Regions from separate parts of the Zea mays genome. Here region 1 is linked to region 2. Evidence: chromatin contacts called from public Hi-C data. All regions are on one chromosome and are shown on one strand. The core of a region is the stretch at or near the end of the contact, and the rest is flanking DNA. Distances in the headings are between cores, read along the strand shown.

Evidence for each region. Hi-C and Micro-C count contacts between places; a contact is called where the count stands out from the background.
Region 1: a contact with region 2 is called in a Hi-C map of tassel, with 4 times the contacts expected there. The contact joins the promoter of LOC542479 here to the promoter of LOC100276421 in region 2. A contact is called at or near these places in 4 of 25 Hi-C or Micro-C datasets (bundle sheath, ear, endosperm and 1 more).

The regions. Positions count from the first base shown.
Region 1 is chr5:147,575,633-147,580,783 of Zm-B73-REFERENCE-NAM-5.0, reverse strand. It overlaps LOC542479 (phosphoenolpyruvate carboxylase 7), which reads left to right and starts at 1,465. Exons shown (of 10, transcript NM_001112033.2): 1 at 1,465-1,784; 2 at 1,883-2,274; 3 at 2,409-2,493; 4 at 3,539-3,761; 5 at 4,008-4,111; 6 at 4,433-4,520. The coding sequence starts at 1,629.
Region 2 is chr5:147,336,526-147,341,359 of Zm-B73-REFERENCE-NAM-5.0, reverse strand. LOC100276421 (GW2) reads right to left here and starts at 2,457. Exons shown (of 8, transcript NM_001150219.1): 1 at 2,050-2,457; 2 at 536-587; 3 at 409-454; 4 at 239-320; 5 at 1-127. The coding sequence starts at 2,253.

The DNA.
Region 1 (5,151 bases), core at 216-2,715, 240 kb before region 2:
CACTGTTCACCCCCTACGACACTGTGCTGTGGGTCCACGAGTAATTGTTAGTAGATAAAAAATTTATAGTTGGTATAGAAAATGATATTTTATAGTGGTAGTGGGATATAGGGGGAGTATTTAGGGGAACCGTTGCGGGAGATGAAAGAATAGAGGGAAAAATAGGTGGAAAAAGTGATATAAGAGGAAAAATTTAGGGGTAACGGTTGCGGATAGCCTAACCAATTAGGACAGAAGGGTGTTAGCCCATTTATTATGGGCAAGACTGAAAATCACACCTCTAATTAAGGACTCCTTGGTATGTGTAATCCTGTCCAAAACGTAAAAAACAATACTTAGAGGGAGTATCATATAACAATTTTGTCCCAAGGCCATTAACAAGTATATCATAAAATGGGCAATTATTATTTAAGATAGCATATTTTCATAAATTGTTTTTTCATCGAATATATTAATAGATATGGTTTATCAAAGTGGCATATTGGAAATCTTATCTATGTCCTGATTAATTAACTACAATGCTGACCTTTTCTGCAAGATGCACGACAATGCAACGTCACACCTCACGCGAACCTCTGATTTCTCAATATTCCTAATTAAAGTATATACCCCGGTGATGCAATGGATGGAAGTAAACTGAAAATCCCCGCCCGCACAAAAAATATTGCAAAGTGAGGGCTCAAACCCACATCCTACTCTAGAAATTTAGGACTATCTACCAGACCACACATACCTTAGTGTTTAGAAATAAATTATTATTATACTTAAATAAATATCTCAATAATACCAATTTATAGGATATATAACAATAGTAGGAAAGTACGAGCAACTGACTAGTTATTATAATCTATTAAGAACCTAATGTGGGTAGGGTGCTACCACAACTTCACCCTCCACACAGCGCTCTCAACCTTAATGTTTAAAAATAAACAATAATTATACCAAAAAATAGTGCAAAACGAGTACTCGAACCCACACAGCCTGCTTCAAAAATTTAGAGCTATACACCAAATCACACATAACTTAGTGTTTAAAAAACAATAATTCTATTTAAATAAATATTTTAATAATATAATATATAAAAACCGTAGCAAAGCACGAACAACTATATTTGAATCCCTTATAAGGGTCGCATACGTTCTAATTAATTAGGGAGTTCTCTAAGATTTGTATGGCCTATGGAGAATTCCAAAAATAGACACGGCAATTTTCTTATTCACAGAAAAAATATAACTACAACTAATCCCCAAGTCCACAGGGATTAGGGATCAATCTGCAAAACTAAAAGTACTTTTACAGTTGTACTTGGCATGAGTCATGTGACCATGAGAGAGGCGCACGGTTCAGCAAAGCAACATAAAATTCTCCAAACGGGCCCCGCCACACACGATCACCATCACCCCCGGGCTCCCGACCCAGTACAAATAGACACGCACACTCCCAACTCCCCACCCATCTCCGCCGCGCACACCGCCCAATCAGCCAATCTCCTCCTCCTCCTCCGCTCTCAGACGAGCAGCGGTTGCCATCACTCTCCACTTCCCACGCCCGCTGCGGGCTCGCAGGCGGCAGAGAATTGTCTGTGCCGCCGGGTGGGAATTTGATTCGGTCGGATTCGCTGCGCCGCGATGCCGGAGCGGCACCAGTCCATCGACGCGCAGCTGCGGCTGCTGGCCCCCGGGAAGGTCTCCGAGGACGACAAGCTCGTCGAGTACGACGCCCTCCTCGTCGACCGCTTCCTCGACATCCTCCAGGACCTGCACGGCCCCCACCTGCGCGAATTCGTACGCCCCCCGATCACATCAATACCCCCTCCTCCTCACCCCCAGATCCGCGTGTTTCGACTTTCGACTGACCAGGTGACATCTATTCGCGTGCGCAGGTGCAGGAGTGCTACGAGCTCTCGGCGGAGTACGAGAACGACCGGGATGAGGCTCGGCTTGGCGAGCTCGGGAGCAAGCTCACCAGCCTGCCGCCGGGGGACTCCATTGTCGTCGCCAGTTCCTTCTCGCACATGCTCAACCTCGCTAACCTCGCCGAGGAAGTGCAGATCGCGCACCGTCGCCGGATCAAGCTAAAGCGGGGAGACTTCGCCGACGAGGCCTCCGCGCCGACGGAGTCGGACATCGAGGAGACGCTCAAGCGCCTCGTCTCGCAGCTCGGCAAGTCGCGGGAGGAGGTCTTCGACGCGCTCAAGAACCAGACCGTCGACCTCGTTTTCACCGCCCACCCTACACAGTCCGTGAGGAGGTCTCTTCTCCAGAAGCATGGAAGGTGAGGGCGATCGTAATCGTAGCGTTACTGCGTTACTGTGGTAGCTTCGATGTCCTTTGGTTCCCCTCATGGCTCATGCTTGTGGAAGGAAATGCTAAATGCTCCCCTGTTGTTGATTTGATTTTGTTGTTTAGGATCCGTAACTGCCTGAGGCAGCTTTATGCCAAGGACATCACTGCTGACGACAAGCAGGAGCTTGATGAGGCACTTCAGAGGGAGGTAAAATATCTCCACTTCACCACTTGAGCTGAAAACGTTTTAATAAAAAGTCAGTCCTGAGGTTTTAGTGCAGATTAAGCGCACCACAACCTTTCGTTAACTTTTTTGGTTGGAAAATAGTGCTCATTATTTAGCTTATCATCTCTAGGCCCCTTTTTCCTTGATGGTGCTAGGCCCCGGTTTTTAACGTGTCGATCCAGAGCAAGTCGCATTACTACTATTTGAACTTTGTCCCACTCCTGAAAAGACAAGTTAGCTTATGTTGCATTTTTGGCCTCTTTATGTGGGTGGCGCCTGTCAGAATCCGACTCTGAACCAAGAAGATATACCCAATGGGACAATAGAGATTAGTTGATAATAGCACTGACAGAAGGCTAATTATCTGACGAAGTTGGGAGGTTCTCTGAGTGTGCTATGGCACAACAAAGATTTCCTGTGTGTAAAATTATAGTCATTGTTATTTGTCTTACAGACATCTACCGCAAAGTTATTGTTATCAGAAATAGCTGTCAAACTTTTGGAAATAACTTACCTTTAGTCAAACACTCAAACTAACTCTTAAGCACACGCAAATCATTGTTATCAGAAGTGGGCAGCAAACTTTTTGAAATTAATCTGGTGAAGAGAACATTATATTTTAGGGTTTACTGTAACTTGTTTTTGAGGTTATATTGTGGATCCCATTAGATGTTTCCAACCAAACTCCAACTTGGTTGTACCAACAATTTTATCTCTAAAAATATTATTTTGTTGAACTCTTGTATGCTTGCACATGGCAAGCAGACAAGGTGAAAGGACAAAGAACAGTCAAATGCGCAACAAAGGTAGTTCCTATGCTACAGTTGGTTCTATATTACTGCAGATTTTTTTTTTGCCGCTGCAGTTTGATTATCTGATGTTATAGTCTTCACAGAATAGCTGAATAAAATGCTTTTGATAGTGCAGTTTGATGACATAAAAAAACGAGTTATGGTCATGCATTCATTTTCAGTCAATTGTGGTGAAACATATGTTTTGCTGATTTATTGTTTGACACCCTTCACAGATTCAAGCTGCTTTCAGAACTGATGAAATCCGCAGAACCCCTCCCACTCCTCAAGATGAAATGCGTGCTGGAATGAGTTACTTCCATGAAACTATATGGAAGGGTGTACCAAAATTCTTGCGCCGTATTGACACCGCTCTGAAAAATATTGGGATCAATGAACGTCTCCCTTACAATGCTCCTCTCATTCAGTTCTCTTCCTGGATGGGTGGTGATCGTGATGGTAACTTCTTGTTTTCATATGCTATTGTGTACATAAGTGTTTGTCTGAAAAATACAATACTCAGTTGATGTTTAACAGAAAGTTGTTGTGTAACTGAAAGTTGTTGAAATTGGCTTAAGATCCCTTTTTTGCACTCAAAACTATTACAGTTCCAAATATTTTGGGTAGAACCTTTTTTTGTTATTGTTTTGCTGACTAACTGTAGAAAGAAAAGCTAAAACTTTTCATGTTGTATTGTTTTTGTAGGAAATCCAAGAGTAACACCAGAGGTTACACGGGATGTATGCTTGTTGGCGAGAATGATGGCTGCTAACTTGTACTTCTCTCAGATTGAAGATTTAATGTTTGAGGTAATGCAATATAAGTACTACCTCCGTTCACAAATATATGACACCGTTGACTTTTTTCGAAAACTTTGACCATTCGTCTTGTTCAAAATATTTATTCAAAAATGTAAAATTTTAAGTTAAGCACAAACTACCTTAAGTGATAAAACAAATCACAAAAAATAAATGATAACTCATTATTTTTTTGAATAAGACGAGTGGTCAAAGTTTTTTCAAAAAGGCAACGATGTCATATAATTATGAACGGATGGAGTATTTTCCTTCCATGTTAAGAGCTGCGACATTGTTTGTTCCCTGGTGCTAAAACACAATATTCTATTTTAGCTGTCTATGTGGCGCTGCAGTGATGAACTTCGGATCCGTGCAGATGAACTACATCGCTCTTCAAGAAAAGCTGCAAAGCACTATATAGGTAACAGAACTGTAATCTAACAAGGGAATTTGGATTAAACTGCATATCTGTTGGTTAGGTTATTATTCTTGCTTTTTTCTGCTTTGGCCAAGTGAAGTCATTCACTTAGATGAGAGTTCTGATCTCAAACTGTACAAACAATTAATTCTGAAGGATGCCATTACTGTACCTGTGCGGATAATAACTTTAAAGCATGTCATTTTTATTTTTTATTCTTGTTTATGGTTCACGGAGGGCGGGCCTGGTGCAGCGGTAGAGCCTACCGTCTGTGACCGGAAGGTCCGGGTTCGAGCCTCAGCCTCTGCATATTATGCGGGTAAGGTTTGGCGCTTAAAGGTACCCTTCCCTGGACCCCGCACAGTGCGGGAAGCCTATGACACTGGGTACGCCCATGTTTATGATTCACCATAGGATATGTATAATGGCTAACCACATCTTGGTTCTCTATACCTTTTGAATTTTAGAACACTCTGCTTGCACTTCATATGCATTAGTGCATATGCACTACAAATTTAAAATCTCTCTCTATATATTTTTGAATTTTATAAAACTCTGCTTGTATCCATTTTAATTTGAGAAGATTGTGCATGCTAATTACCATTTAAAATCTCTCTCTCTCTCTCTCTATATA
Region 2 (4,834 bases), core at 1,208-3,707:
CTTCTGTTGTTGGTGTTACCGTTCTGCTAGAAGAACACCTGCCCTGTTTTCTTCTCATTTTAGCTTCTTCATCTTGGAGTTCTTTTTGGCGCATCCTCAACTGTGCTTCTATGACTTTCTGTTCTTCCTGCAATATGTTATACATAAGCTACAGCAAATGCAGATTGCAGTCTAAAGACTGTACAGAAGTTGGCAATGCATAAATGGAATATGCAGGCATTTAAAGGCTAAGACTTACAAACTGCTCTATGCTCCTTTCCTCCTTTGTTTTCACACCACGATACTCCACAGCATAATTAGGCGTTTTGCAGAATGGGCACCTTCAGCGACCAAGTTTTTTTTTCATAAGAAGGCATGTAATCACCAAATAATATGAAACTAAGATGAGATGAAATAAAGGATACTCACTGTGTAGGTCGAGCAGTATGAGTTGGTTTCATTTGAAGAAAACACTCTGTAAAAATGCCAAACAGGATATGCAAAGGTTATTTGCAGATGTGGGATGGCTAAATCAACAGTAGGATGCATGCATTACCTGTACATATCCCCTTTGAGCAACACTTTGAACGGTTGAGGCTTGGGTAGTACTGCAACAAATTGAAACAATCTTATTAGAAAATGCTCAAGGAGAGATAACACAGTGCTTGCACAAAACAACTGATGATTCTATCTGATTAGTTAAACAGCCAACTAACCAGAACCCCAAAATACTTCTAAGAACCAAATAGACCATCCTATTCTTCACTATCATTGGCCAAATTCCTGAGGTACTTTTGAAGCTAGTGATCAAAATGCAGTACTTGCTGTCCTGCCCAACTAGTAACACTAAAAACAACTGAACAAGACATGTAGATGCGGAAAAAAAAACGCCACGAGCTATTGAAAACATCTAAGAAACAAAATTCCATACAACAGAATCAACCAATCAGGCAACCAAATCATTAAGTGTACTGCAATAGCAATGAGATTAAAAATCCCAGATAACAAGAGCATAACCAGATTCACATTGAGGATTAGACAAAGGATGTAACGATACAACCATAAGACAGAAGTGCCCAATACGCTGGTACTGAGCTAACTAGGCATGGAACTGGAGCAGTTTCTTGCGAGGCTCGTATAATACGCCCATTTCAAGTGATGTGCAAGCCTGTTACCACACTACCATCACATAGGAGTAGAACAGTAGAACATTCGTAAGCCATGTTGCTCCAGGAATTAGAATCAATGGGGCACTGGTGGCACTGGTGGCACTCATAACCTCATATAGCACAGCGGTTAGCCATCCAAAAGGAATTCAGAAAATTCTCCAAACAACATGATCAAAGCATCAAATGTGGTGTGATAACAATCTTAGGACAACATGGTAGCGCATTTTGCACAATGTACATATACAGTATGATGTCCTAGCAGAGCATGAGCAGTAGGTACCATCCCAGACACATACGCAGAACAAAAAAAAAACAATGATGCCCACCGTTACCGCGCTTTTGACTACTTGTTGGCAACTCTGGGGTATCAGGCAAAACAGTCAAGTACTCTCAAGTCATTGAAAACACGGAAATGTTCGGCTGGTCCTAAAACAAGCCCCTAGAATATCCCTAACAACAATGCACGTACAGAAGCAGAGCAGAAGGTAACAGTCGCCTGCGCACAGAACAAACAAAATACGACGCCGCCGTGACTGCACTTTGCAGAACTAGTCGACAAAATTGTGCTGTTAGCCTAGAAACGTGGCTAAGCGTACTGAAACCCACGGTCCTAGGAGGAGGTTCCAGAGCACACAGCATCTAGAACCGCGTGCACGGTCGTCGACCTCCCCCCACCCAGTCAGTAACAGAATCGCGGCAACGGCACACGCAAATCCAACAGAGTCAGGCGCCAATGGACCCAGTAACCCCCCCGCCGAAATCTTCCCCCCTCAGTCCAGGTCTCTAACCGTGGACCGTGGTCGGGCATTCCCGCCACAGCAGACGGCGCCGCCGCCGACGCCGCCGACGCCGAAATCGGGGGTGCGTGAGGGTGGGGGGAGATCTCCCCGCGCGTGCTTACCAGGAAGCAGATGGGGCACTCCTCGAGGTCCCCTCCGCCGGGCGCGGCGTCGTCGGCGCCCGGGTAGCAGGGCGCGAGCTTGGCCTCGAGGATGAGCTTGCGCAGCTTCTTCTGGTCGATGTCCTTGTGGTCGTAGAGACCCTGCGGCCGCGTGAACCGCTCCTCCACCCCCGACTTGCGCCGCCCGCCTATCCGGTTCCCCATCCCTCCCAGATCCGCCTCCGCCGCCGGAGACGAAGCCTTGCTCGGTCGCTTACCCCCCCGGGACCCGGAGTCACAGTAGACACATACGGTGTATACGCAACAGGAGTCAGGAGGGGAGGGGGCGTATGCACTGTCGCAGCGGCCGAGGCGAGGTGGTGGGACGTGGGAGTGGGGGGTTTTTTGTTTTCAAAAAAGTTTTTCCTCGGTGCGGGCGGGTGGGGACTGGGGTGGAGATGAAAGGCGTATGCAAAAGAGAGAGAGGCGGGCAAAAGAGAAGCGGGCGCCGGGCGGGCGGGCGGGCGACGGACGGAAACGCAGCAGGGGCAGCCGCTTCTGCCCTGCCGCTGTGCTGCGACGGCGAGAGTGACTGCGGGTGCGGCGCGGCTTCCCTTCACTCCGCCCGTAAACCTGCTGCTGCTGCTGCGGTTACTATAAACCGGGGCGGGGACCCTCCTCCTACCGGCAAGCAGGGCCGCGCTTTGCAGTTGCAATTTGCAAGGGACAACGACTGTGGAGCCTCTCATCACTGAGACGAGGAAGTCGTAGGCAGCGGCCTAACGGTACTGTTTGATATTCACACTTTCGAATTTGCCTTGTTTTACTTGATCACTGACACTTGCTAAATCAGCTTGTTTTTCCTTGATCGCAAGGTGTCTGATACAGATAAAATTTTGTTGCCCTATGTCCCCCCTCCCCTCACTTTTGGTTGTTTTAAATCCCTAAGGCTTTGTTTGTGCAAAGAGAGATTGAAGTGAATTGAGGTGTATTGGAGGGATTGAAAGAGAAATTAGTTCATATTACACTTCGATACGTTCCATACCACCTCAATCCACTTTAATCCGAGATTGTCCAAACAAACCCTAATTTGGTGCGCAGAATACTCTGTATCTCAGAGGGACAAACACAAACACACACCCGCGCGCGGTACTGGTGTGCACATGACCGTGACTCAATTAACCGTGCCCTTACATCCAGCGGGCCTGCCACGGTATTTATTCGCCAGAATTTATGAATTACAGCCGCATTCCGTTGTGCTGCTACCACAACAACAATGCACGGGCGACGATCCGTACCCTGGCATGGCGAGAAAAGCTTCCTCATGTGCAGCGGCAGGCCAGCAGCATTTAACGAGACGGTACAAGTGCGTGAGTAGTTGGAGAGGAGGAGGGGGGGCACCAACCCTAAAAAGCGTCCACTTTGCCTCTGGGCTGCATGCAAATGGGGCGGGCGGGGCGACTACGCATTGATGAGACGAGAGGAGATACGCTGCACACTTTGCGGCGTCGGTACCAGGCCAGTTCCCAGGCCCTGGCTAAGGCTAGCTGGGTGAGAAAAAAAATGAGGCTCATGCTTTGCCAAAGATCCTGCTGCTAATAATGTGGTGAGAGTATACTAGTAGTATATGCTTTGCACTTGCTGCATAGTATGGGTAAGGCACAGGACACCTGGGTTCTGGTCAAGCGTTGCAACCAAGAAGTAGCAATTGGATAGCATGTCTTGAGTCATGAGCAAACGAAACGATCGTTTTGTGTATCGTATTCCACTGGTTCATTTAGTTGTCCAGTGGACATTCTACATTCTTACTAATTTTATGAATAACTAGCTCAGTGCTCGTGCGTTGCAACGGGATCATATAATAGCTCGATAACTTATATATACAAATGTGTGTTATACTGTTATGAGATGGAGGACGACATCCACGAGCCGTCCGGGATGACATTGAAGAGAAACTCGGACATGTGACGCACGAGCACTCACCTAGTAGTGTAGTATACAAGATTTAACAAGACAATTTAAAGGCAAAAATTCAAGAATGATCTTTCATAGACTACTGTAAATTCATGACTAAAAGCTCACTGTAATTGACTTGCTTGAAGAACACAATAATACTACTGTGAATATGTGATACAACTTAATCACAGTAGTAAAATTACATCTGATGTTGTATTTGGTAAAAAAAATATTTTTTCAGAATTCAGAGCCAACAACTAAACTCAAATGTTACAAGGTACAACGAACCTTACTATTCAGATTATTAATATAAAAACTCAAGACAGGTGTAATCCTCAAACAATCATAAGCAATGCGTATATGAATTTTAGACATAATGGTGCCTACCACATGCTTTAGTATTCAGATTATTAACACAAACTCATGACATAATGACCAAAAAATATTAACACACAAACATGGACATAATGTTGTTTAGGAATTTCAAACATATATAGAGGTCAAATAGAGGAATTTCAGACAATGAACAATTATCATCATTAATAGGCTAGAGTTCAAATTCTTAATATATGAACTTGACATATAATAGTGCTTCTAGCAATGTCGCCTTAGTTTAAAAACAGTAATATGGCATAGAGAGGAGAGGAGAGGAGAAAAGAGAAGAGAGGAAATAAACAATATCTATTGCTTTCCATATAAACTCACAAAGTTCTATATATTCCAATCCCATGGAGAGATGAGGGGAGGAGAGCTACAAAAACCAATCCTGTTCTGTTTCTCCTTTCAGGCCTAACCCTATGCATCAACATATTCATTCAAGAAACCAACAACCTGTAACATATCCCTTATT